Regions from separate parts of the Mus musculus genome. Here region 1 is linked to region 2. Evidence: chromatin contacts called from public Hi-C data. All regions are on one chromosome and are shown on one strand. The core of a region is the stretch at or near the end of the contact, and the rest is flanking DNA. Distances in the headings are between cores, read along the strand shown.

Region 1 (4,300 bases), core at 809-3,308, 440 kb before region 2:
CCTGCACATCCATGTTTACTCACAAAACCAAAACACAGGAGCCTAGATGTTCCTCAATAAATGAATGGATAACAAAAATGTGGTGTGCAATACTTAGCTGTAAAGGAGAGTGAAATTGGAACACTGGAAAGGATGGATCTACAGGGGAAGATGGTGAAAGAACAAGAGGCCTATGGAATACATACAGCATGAAAGCTAGGACTATTTAGGGAGAGGAGAGAGACCAGCAAAAGGAAGGGAGAGAGGATGTGAGACTGGAAACAAAAATAGAACAAAGACTAGCCAGGCAGGGGTGGCTCATACCTTTAATCTCAGTACTCAGGAGACAGAGGCAAGCAGATCTCTGCATTCCAAACCAGCCTGACCTACAAAGTGCCAGGAGAGCCAGGGTTAAACACATGAAGGGAGCAGGGGTGGGAGTGGGGTGAGGGTGGGGGTGAGAGTGGGGGTAGACATAGTTTAATTAATGTTTTGAAGCTGGAAATAGAGCTCTCTGATGGAGTGCCCAGCACCAGGGGAAAAAATCAAATTCATAGCTTTACTCAGACACCAGCTTCCATTTTGAGCCTTTGTAGTAAAACTGGAGGAATGGGAAAATGGTGACATGAGCTCAAAGTGAGGAAGAGGCTCAGCAACAGAGTAAGCCCTGGTATCAATACTCGGCATTACACAGGGAGACTTGGAGGGGAGTAAATGAACTGTACACAAGAATTCTGCACTGTTTTTATAACTTGCCTATGTGTCAAAAATTATCTCAAAACAAAGTTAGCAAACACAGCAAGCTAACTGTTTCTCATAGGAAGACAAAAGAGAGACCACCAGCAAGCACTTCTGGCTTTCTGCTGTGTTTTGTTGTGTTTCTATTTGAGCTGTACAAAGTAAGAACCATTCCCACCTTCCAGCATTTCAGGAGGTGCAGGGAAGGCCCCCAAGCATTGCCTTGTCACAAAACAAGGAAACAGCATGTGTCTCTAAATAAAGTGGAGATACCACCTGTTAGTACCAGGACTCTCCAAGCCCTGGCCTCACTATGTGACCCTTGACCTGCATTGCCAGGCCAACACCCTCAATCCCACAACCCACTTGGCTCAGTTCCTACCATCACTGGTGTAATGTCATTTTCTGTATAAATTAGGGGATCGCCCCCTCTTCTCTCTTTCTTTCTTCTCTTTCTTCTCTCCCCCTCTTTCTTTTTCCTCTTCTCTGCCCTTCTACCCGCTTCGCCGCCCCTCTACGTCTGTACAATAAACCTCTACCACGTGGAACAACCTTGGCCTGGTCTGCTGTTTGGTTTTTCCGCCATATATATATATATAGCTTGATATTAATTAATTCATAAAACCACCTATGAACATAGTTTTGGCCAAAGCAAATTTAAACCTAAGCCTGATGAAGTTCTAAGGAAATGTCTAGACACATGGTAAGAAAGCTACAGGTGTCACCAGCAAGCCACAGGCCCTATAGCACAAATAGCCCAATTGCTGAAAGTAAATTCTAAAGCCAAACCAAGAGAAATGGGCAGGAAAAGGATTATAATGGCAATTTACATATTGAAAGAGGTCTAAAAATTTACCAGCTAATTGCAACAAATAGACTTTATGTGGATCAGATTCAAACATACAGATTGAAAAACGAATCCACTTAAGACCTGTGGATATTCAAAAACTGGGCTATTTAATAATTTAAAGAACTTAAGAGTTTTAGGATTGATGATGGTACTTTTAGGTTCATTTACTACAACTGGTCAGGTTCTTATTTTTAAAGCATCTACAGATGAAATTTTGCAATGACTGATAGTTGCTTCAAAATAAGTTGAGGGTGATATGGAGAACTATGCTTATGAGACCACCTTGTACTACACAGAGAGACCCTGTCTCAGAAAACTGAGAAGGTGAGAACATAGACAAAACAACTCTGGCCATAACACAGAGGCTTCACAAGCCATTGAGACTTTGGGCCCACATCCTTCTTTTCCCGCTAACACTATTTCCCTGAGTAACACTAGAGTTGTAAACAGCTTTGCCACTCCTTAGGAGTCCAATTACCATATGAAAGGTGAAAGAACCTGGGCTTTCCCCAGGCCCATTAAAACAAAGCTGCCTCCTCCCAGTCAAAAGAATACAATGCCAGTGCTACCTCAGGGCCCCAAAACTACACACTAAGGTCTCTTTTTTTTTTTTAAAGTAAAATCAGGCAGGTATGCTGGTGGGAGAGACCTCAACTCAGGAACTCAAAGCTCTGTAGAAGAAGAGAGGAGCTCACCAGGAAAGAGACAGGAAGGTAGGGACACAGAGGGAGAAGAGCAGTAGGAAGTCAGGATACAGAGCAAGGCACTGTGGAAGGAGAGAAGAACAAATGCTTAGGAGAGAGTCACATTCTCAGCTCTACTGAAACAACCACCCAGGAAGATCAGTGAGCACAAGTTAGAAGCTGCCCTGGCTCCCTGAAGCAACTGAGAATAAAAGTAATGAAGCAGGGCAATTTCCATAGATAGATAGACAGACAGACAGACAGACAGACAGACAGACAGACAGACAGACATGACTGAGGTCACACAGCAGACTGAAGACAAAGTCAAGCACAGAAGTGTATCTCAGTTGTAGAACACTTAGAATGTGTAAAACTAGGTTTAATCCCCTGTAGCAGGAAAAAAAAAGATAACTCAGATAAGATGTAGGGAAGTAAGTGATGACTTAGGTAGGGTTTGTATAAGAAGGGATGTCGAACCTAGCACCAGGGCTCCATGCACAGTGGGGCTCATTTATGATATACTCCTCAGTCACTGTTGCCTAGGGAGGTTTGTCTATGGAGATCTGTTGCCTACAGCTGAAGGGATGAGAATGCTGGTTCTAGTGTGTTAGATTGATTTTAAAAGACAGCTGTTTAAAGACAGGAGTAGGAAAGAAAGAGGCTTAGCCTGACCTTACTCATACTGAAGGGGCATCTTATCGCCCACAAGTGCAGGTGACCACAACACACACAAGAGAAGGTCCCTTATATGGGGCAGAAAAGCCTTCTGTAGTCCACAAAGGATGCTAAGAAGTGTAGTCCTTCAGCAGGAAACTATCATTCCTTAATCTGAGAGGGTAGACAAGCGTGGAGAGGCTAACTTTTATTGCTATTATATAGTTTTCTGTTATCTCCCATCATAGAGTATCCTGTGTATGTTGTCAAAGTTAAGTCTAAATGAGTGTTAACATTCTGTCTAAGCTCCACCCACAGTTACCTGGCGACAGGCAAGCTCCACCTCACAGTTACCTGGCAACAGCCAGGTATGCTCCGCCCCACAGTTACCTGGCAACAGCCAGGTAGGCCTGACCCACTATAAAAAGGGCTGCTTGCCCCTTCCTCGCTCTCTTGCTTTCTCTTGTTCTTGCTTTTCCTTGCCCCTGTCTCCCAATCCCTTTACCCCTCTCCATGGGCTCATGGCTGGCCTCTACTCCTCTACTCCCCTACTCTCTCTGTCTTTCTCTGCCTCTACAACACTTTTGATTCCCCTCTCCATGCTCTGAATAAACTCTATTCTATACTATATTGTCCTGTGACTGGTCCCTTGGGGGGGGAAGGAATGCCTCAGCATGGGCCCACTAAGGCAACTCCTTCCTCCACACCTCACCACACCTCCATAGAACATATCCCCCAGGAAAGTCCTGGGCTCAGGCAGTTCTTGGACCTATCCTTCCAGAGTACATTGCATGATAGCTTCATTACAGGACAAAGAGGCACGGGAATAAGATCTGCCAGAAGTTGGCTGCTTCTGCCTCTGATGCATAGGTCGTGTAGGCCAAAGCAGGGGAGAAAAAGACCAAAAATAAAACCTCCTTATCTAAAGACGAATTACATGCCATGTCTCACATGACAGAGGGGTGGATTCTCTGGCCCAGTGGAGGATCTCAGATTCTGCACCCACACTGTAAATGCCTCAAACAACAGAGAGGCAAATAGCAATGACTCTGCTCTCAGTATTTCCCAAATTGACATAAAGGGATGCTGTGACCAGGGCAGCCTTGTACCTAAGCCTACCACCTAACTAACATGAGACCACATGATAGTTCAATTTGTCATGCTCTTTACCCTGGCATTCAGTTCTTCCTCTTAAGAAAAGCTAATTTCAGGGACAATAACCTAACCATCCAAGGCCCCTCATTAAAGGAGAATCCCAAATACTTGGTCATCAAACTCACAGTTTTGGAAAATCCTTCAGAATACCAAAATAGTATCTTTGACAGTTTTATTTGTAGAATAACATATGATCCAAGTAGTACAAAGAGTTTGGCAATGATGCTATGGATGTTTTCTA
Region 2 (3,719 bases), core at 790-3,289:
GAACCTTCTGATCTAGTCATCAGGAAAGAGACTTCCAAGTCAGTTAAGATTATTCCTCTAAGGCCTGTGTCTGAAGTGTGTTGTGTCTTTAGTAATAGAATCAAGTTGTGAAGGCAATCATAGCAGTCTATATTGTTTTAGGAGTGTTTTTGACCTCACTGTACAACCCTTTGAAGGGAGGTTTCCCATACATGGAACTGGGAGATGTCTATGTCTCTTAGGTGGTACATTATCAACCCACGTGAATTTGTACGTATACACACACACACACACACACACACACACACACACACTACTTTTACTTTCCAAACATTCTTATTGATATGTTTGTAAAAAGATAAAGAGGTATAAGGATATGTTCTATGGGGGTGTGGTGAGGTATGGGAGAAGGGGATGCCTCAGCGGGCCTAATCATCCCTTTGCCTGAGGGTCCAGCCACAGGATTGGTATAGTATAGAATAGAGTTTATTCAGGTCATGGGAAGGGGAATTAAGAGGGTTATACAGAGAAAGGCAGAGAGAGGGAGAGGGTAGAGAAGTAGAGGCAGGCCATGACCATGTGGAGAGAGGGGGAAAGGGAAAGCAGAGAAAGGTGGAGCAAGAGGGAGCAAGAGAGGAAGAGGGAGAGATGCAAGAGAGGAAGAGGCAAGCAGCCCTTTTATAGTCAGGCCTACCTGGCTGTTGCCAGGTAACTGTGGGGTGGCGTTTAGACAGAATGCTAACACTTATTGTTATTTATCTTTCTTTTCTCTGTATTTCTTTCCCTGCTTTTCAGCAAGAATTCATCTACTTCCCCACCCAGGTTTTAAGTCCACCCTTTCATAGCACCTGTGTCCCACAATCACCACCTGTCCTGTCTAGAGTTACCTTCCCCTTCCCCCACAGCCCTTTCTACTTTCCTGCATTCTGTTTTTTACGTCAGGTTATAATCTCAAATCTAAAGATTTAAAATTAAAATAAATGATAAGAGAGAACAAGTGAAATTTATCTTTCCATTTTGGGCTTTGATGTTTTGAGGTAAAATTTTGATATATAGTCTAGTCTTAAACCATCTTCTAGGCTGGCCTTAAAATTTGTGATCCTCTTCCTTCAGCCTCTTAAATGTTGGAATTACTAGCATGCTCTACCACATCTGGCTGTGTTTGGTCTTCAAACTGATATTTTTTTTATTATTGAGACAATTCTAGATTCACATACAGTTTTGAGAAATAATATTGAGGAATTCTACTTACCCAGTTTCACCCTAGTTTGCAAAACAAGTTTGTGAAGTCACAACAGGATGTTGAAATTAGTAGAGCCTATAAACCCACCAACTTCGTATTTCCCAGTTTGTATGTCCCTCTGTGTGTGCATTTAATTCTTTGATCTTTATCACACATGTTGGTTCATGTCTCTAGCACTGCAATTAAGACAGAGAGCATATTAAAAATGAAGTTTCTCTTAAATACTACATAAAATATTACAGTAGAACCCTTTAAGCCCAGGTGATGTGATTTTTGGATCTGTACGTACTGTGTAATACACTGAGAACTACGCAGATCTTTCCTATAGTTTTCCATGCCAAGCAATAACTCCCTGCAGTCTCTGTCCCCAAATCTTGGCCTTATTCCTCACAATCAGAAATCTGCTTTTAGTACCTAAACACGTGCTATTTCAAACGTGTTATATAAAAGGAATCAAACAGTGTACCATCATCCCGAGACTAGACATGTGTGCTTATGTCTAAGTTTGTTGAGGATAACCAGCAACTTTTAGAATTTCTATGATCAAGGAGAAAAAGCACAATTCAACCACCCTGGCAATTTAGCCGCTAAGGTTGAGGGTCAAGTGGCTGCATCCCCCTTGACCTACATCCACTGTGCATGCTTGTGTTGCTTGCATCTGGATAACTGGATCCCCTACCCAAACCCCCTCAAGGCCTTTCTCTCATCCCTGGAGTTCCACTCTCTTGCCAATGAATCCTTTTATTATGTTGAGATGGGAAGTCATTGCTAGAATTAGAAAGGAAAATACCAGCTGCTTTTGTCCTCCAGGAAGAACTCACACAGACTAATTATAAGCCTGCTGCCTCCTGCCCCCATGCGACTCAGACCATAGCACCTGCGCTACTGAGCTGGAGTATTTTTAGGCTCTGGAATCTCCCACTGGCTCTTGTCTTGCATTAAATACCTTCATTACCCATCTCTTTTTGTGATAGCTTCCTCCCTGATCCCTGATTTCCAGCTAACCTCTCTTGCACAAAACAGCCAAATTTATCTCCCTGAAACCCAATTCTAATAATATAATATCCTTGTTCCAAATGTGTCAGCACAAGACCTATAGTATATGTAAATTACATCCAAATCCTCCGATCCATCCCCAAAGTTCTTAAAGGTCCTTAAGAAGACACAGGCATAGATATTTTAGCTTAAGTGACCCTGGTTTCTCTAGCCATTTAACCTGGAGAAAAGACACAGCATTGGTCCCTTAATCAACCTCTCGCCACCAAACACCAAGACAATACCTAAACTGCCTAATGAAGTTTTGCACCCTGCACGCCAAATTCCTTTCTGGGAATTCTAACCCCTAAGGCAAGAGTAGTAAGGTTTAGAGCCTTTGAAATACCTGGAGTGTTCATATATAAAGCTGTGACCTCTAAAAAAAAGGTGGGGGAGTTGCCTCATCCCTTCACATGTGAAGATAAGACACAGCAAAGATGGCTGTTTAAGACCAGAAATCAGGACCACTATAAACACTGACTCTGTGAAAGCCTTGCTTGCAGGTACTGCACCCAGGGAATATGAAGAATTAATTTCCATGGTTTGTAATTTACCCAGACACTGGTATTTTGCTATATGTATTAAACACTGACCAATGAAATTAGAATCACTAGGGAATGGGCAGTGTACCATTGCAAGCTGTCAGGGGATGTTTAGTTTCAAACCCAGGAAAAGGGACTGAGGTGCATATTTTACATATCAAAGCAGACCTGGCCTCCAGGTTCTCCCAGCATCCCTCAGTCCATACCTTGCAAACTCTGCCCCAACCTTGAACTTTCCAGCCCAGATGGTTGGGCTGCCCTTCCCCCACAGGCTCTTCCCTATATTATCCAGTCATTTTGGTCTCTCTTTTCTTTTCCATCTCTTTCTCTGTGTGTGTTCTTTCTCTCTTTCTCTCCTTGTCCCGCATGGTTACACCCCTGATCTCAATTCCTTGGGTCAGTAAACTCACTTGAGAGTAGCTTTGTAATAAATCTGCCTTTAATATAATCTTATGTAGCTTGAATTGGCTCCTTTCATCAGCAAAGAAATAACTTATCAGGGGATTTCTCTGCCCATTCAGATGGAAAAATAATTCCTAAAGCTAGCTATAAAGTTAGGTGTGAAGCTCCCCATGGGCCTTGAACCAGGTATGAGATGACTCATGGTAAATGCATCCATCTAAGCAAACACATCATCACAGACCTATCTACTCCTTATTATGCCTTGTGTTGCCACCTGCAAATACCAGTTCACAGTTCAAAGAGAGTGAGACTTTGCTCCAAGTCAAAATGAGAGACCATAGCCTAGGAACATGGATTGATCTGACCCTAAATAATATATTCCAGATTGAAACACTTTGAGGAAGAAGTTCCTAACATTAGTAACAAAAGAAAGCCACCATTGAAGATGTGTTCAAGTGCTTTTGTGAGAACATGCTAACAAGTCTCAGATGCTATAGAAGGATGCTCTTTGTGTGAGG

What was found. A called contact is a pair of places that touch in the nucleus more often than the background predicts.
Region 1: a Hi-C map of embryonic stem cells shows a contact between it and region 2, with 5 times the contacts expected there. The contact joins two enhancer-like sites. A contact is called at or near these places in 1 of 39 promoter capture datasets (hippocampal neurons) and 1 of 484 Hi-C or Micro-C datasets (embryonic stem cells).

The regions. Positions count from the first base shown.
Region 1 is chr7:58,666,624-58,670,923 of GRCm38.p6, reverse strand. All of the region lies in intron 1 of Atp10a (ATPase, class V, type 10A), which reads right to left. Among named protein-coding and RNA genes, the nearest start is that of Atp10a, 11 kb to the right of the region's middle. Within about 2 kb of position 2,058, at least 30 of the 459 cell types and tissues checked have an H3K27ac peak or open chromatin away from gene starts, as enhancers often do. A contact at or near this core is called in embryonic stem cells, where this site is marked.
Region 2 is chr7:58,224,226-58,227,944 of GRCm38.p6, reverse strand. No RefSeq gene overlaps it. Among named protein-coding and RNA genes, the nearest start is that of Gm26288, 78 kb to the right of the region's middle. Within about 2 kb of position 2,039, at least 6 of the 459 cell types and tissues checked have an H3K27ac peak or open chromatin away from gene starts, as enhancers often do. A contact at or near this core is called in embryonic stem cells, where this site is marked.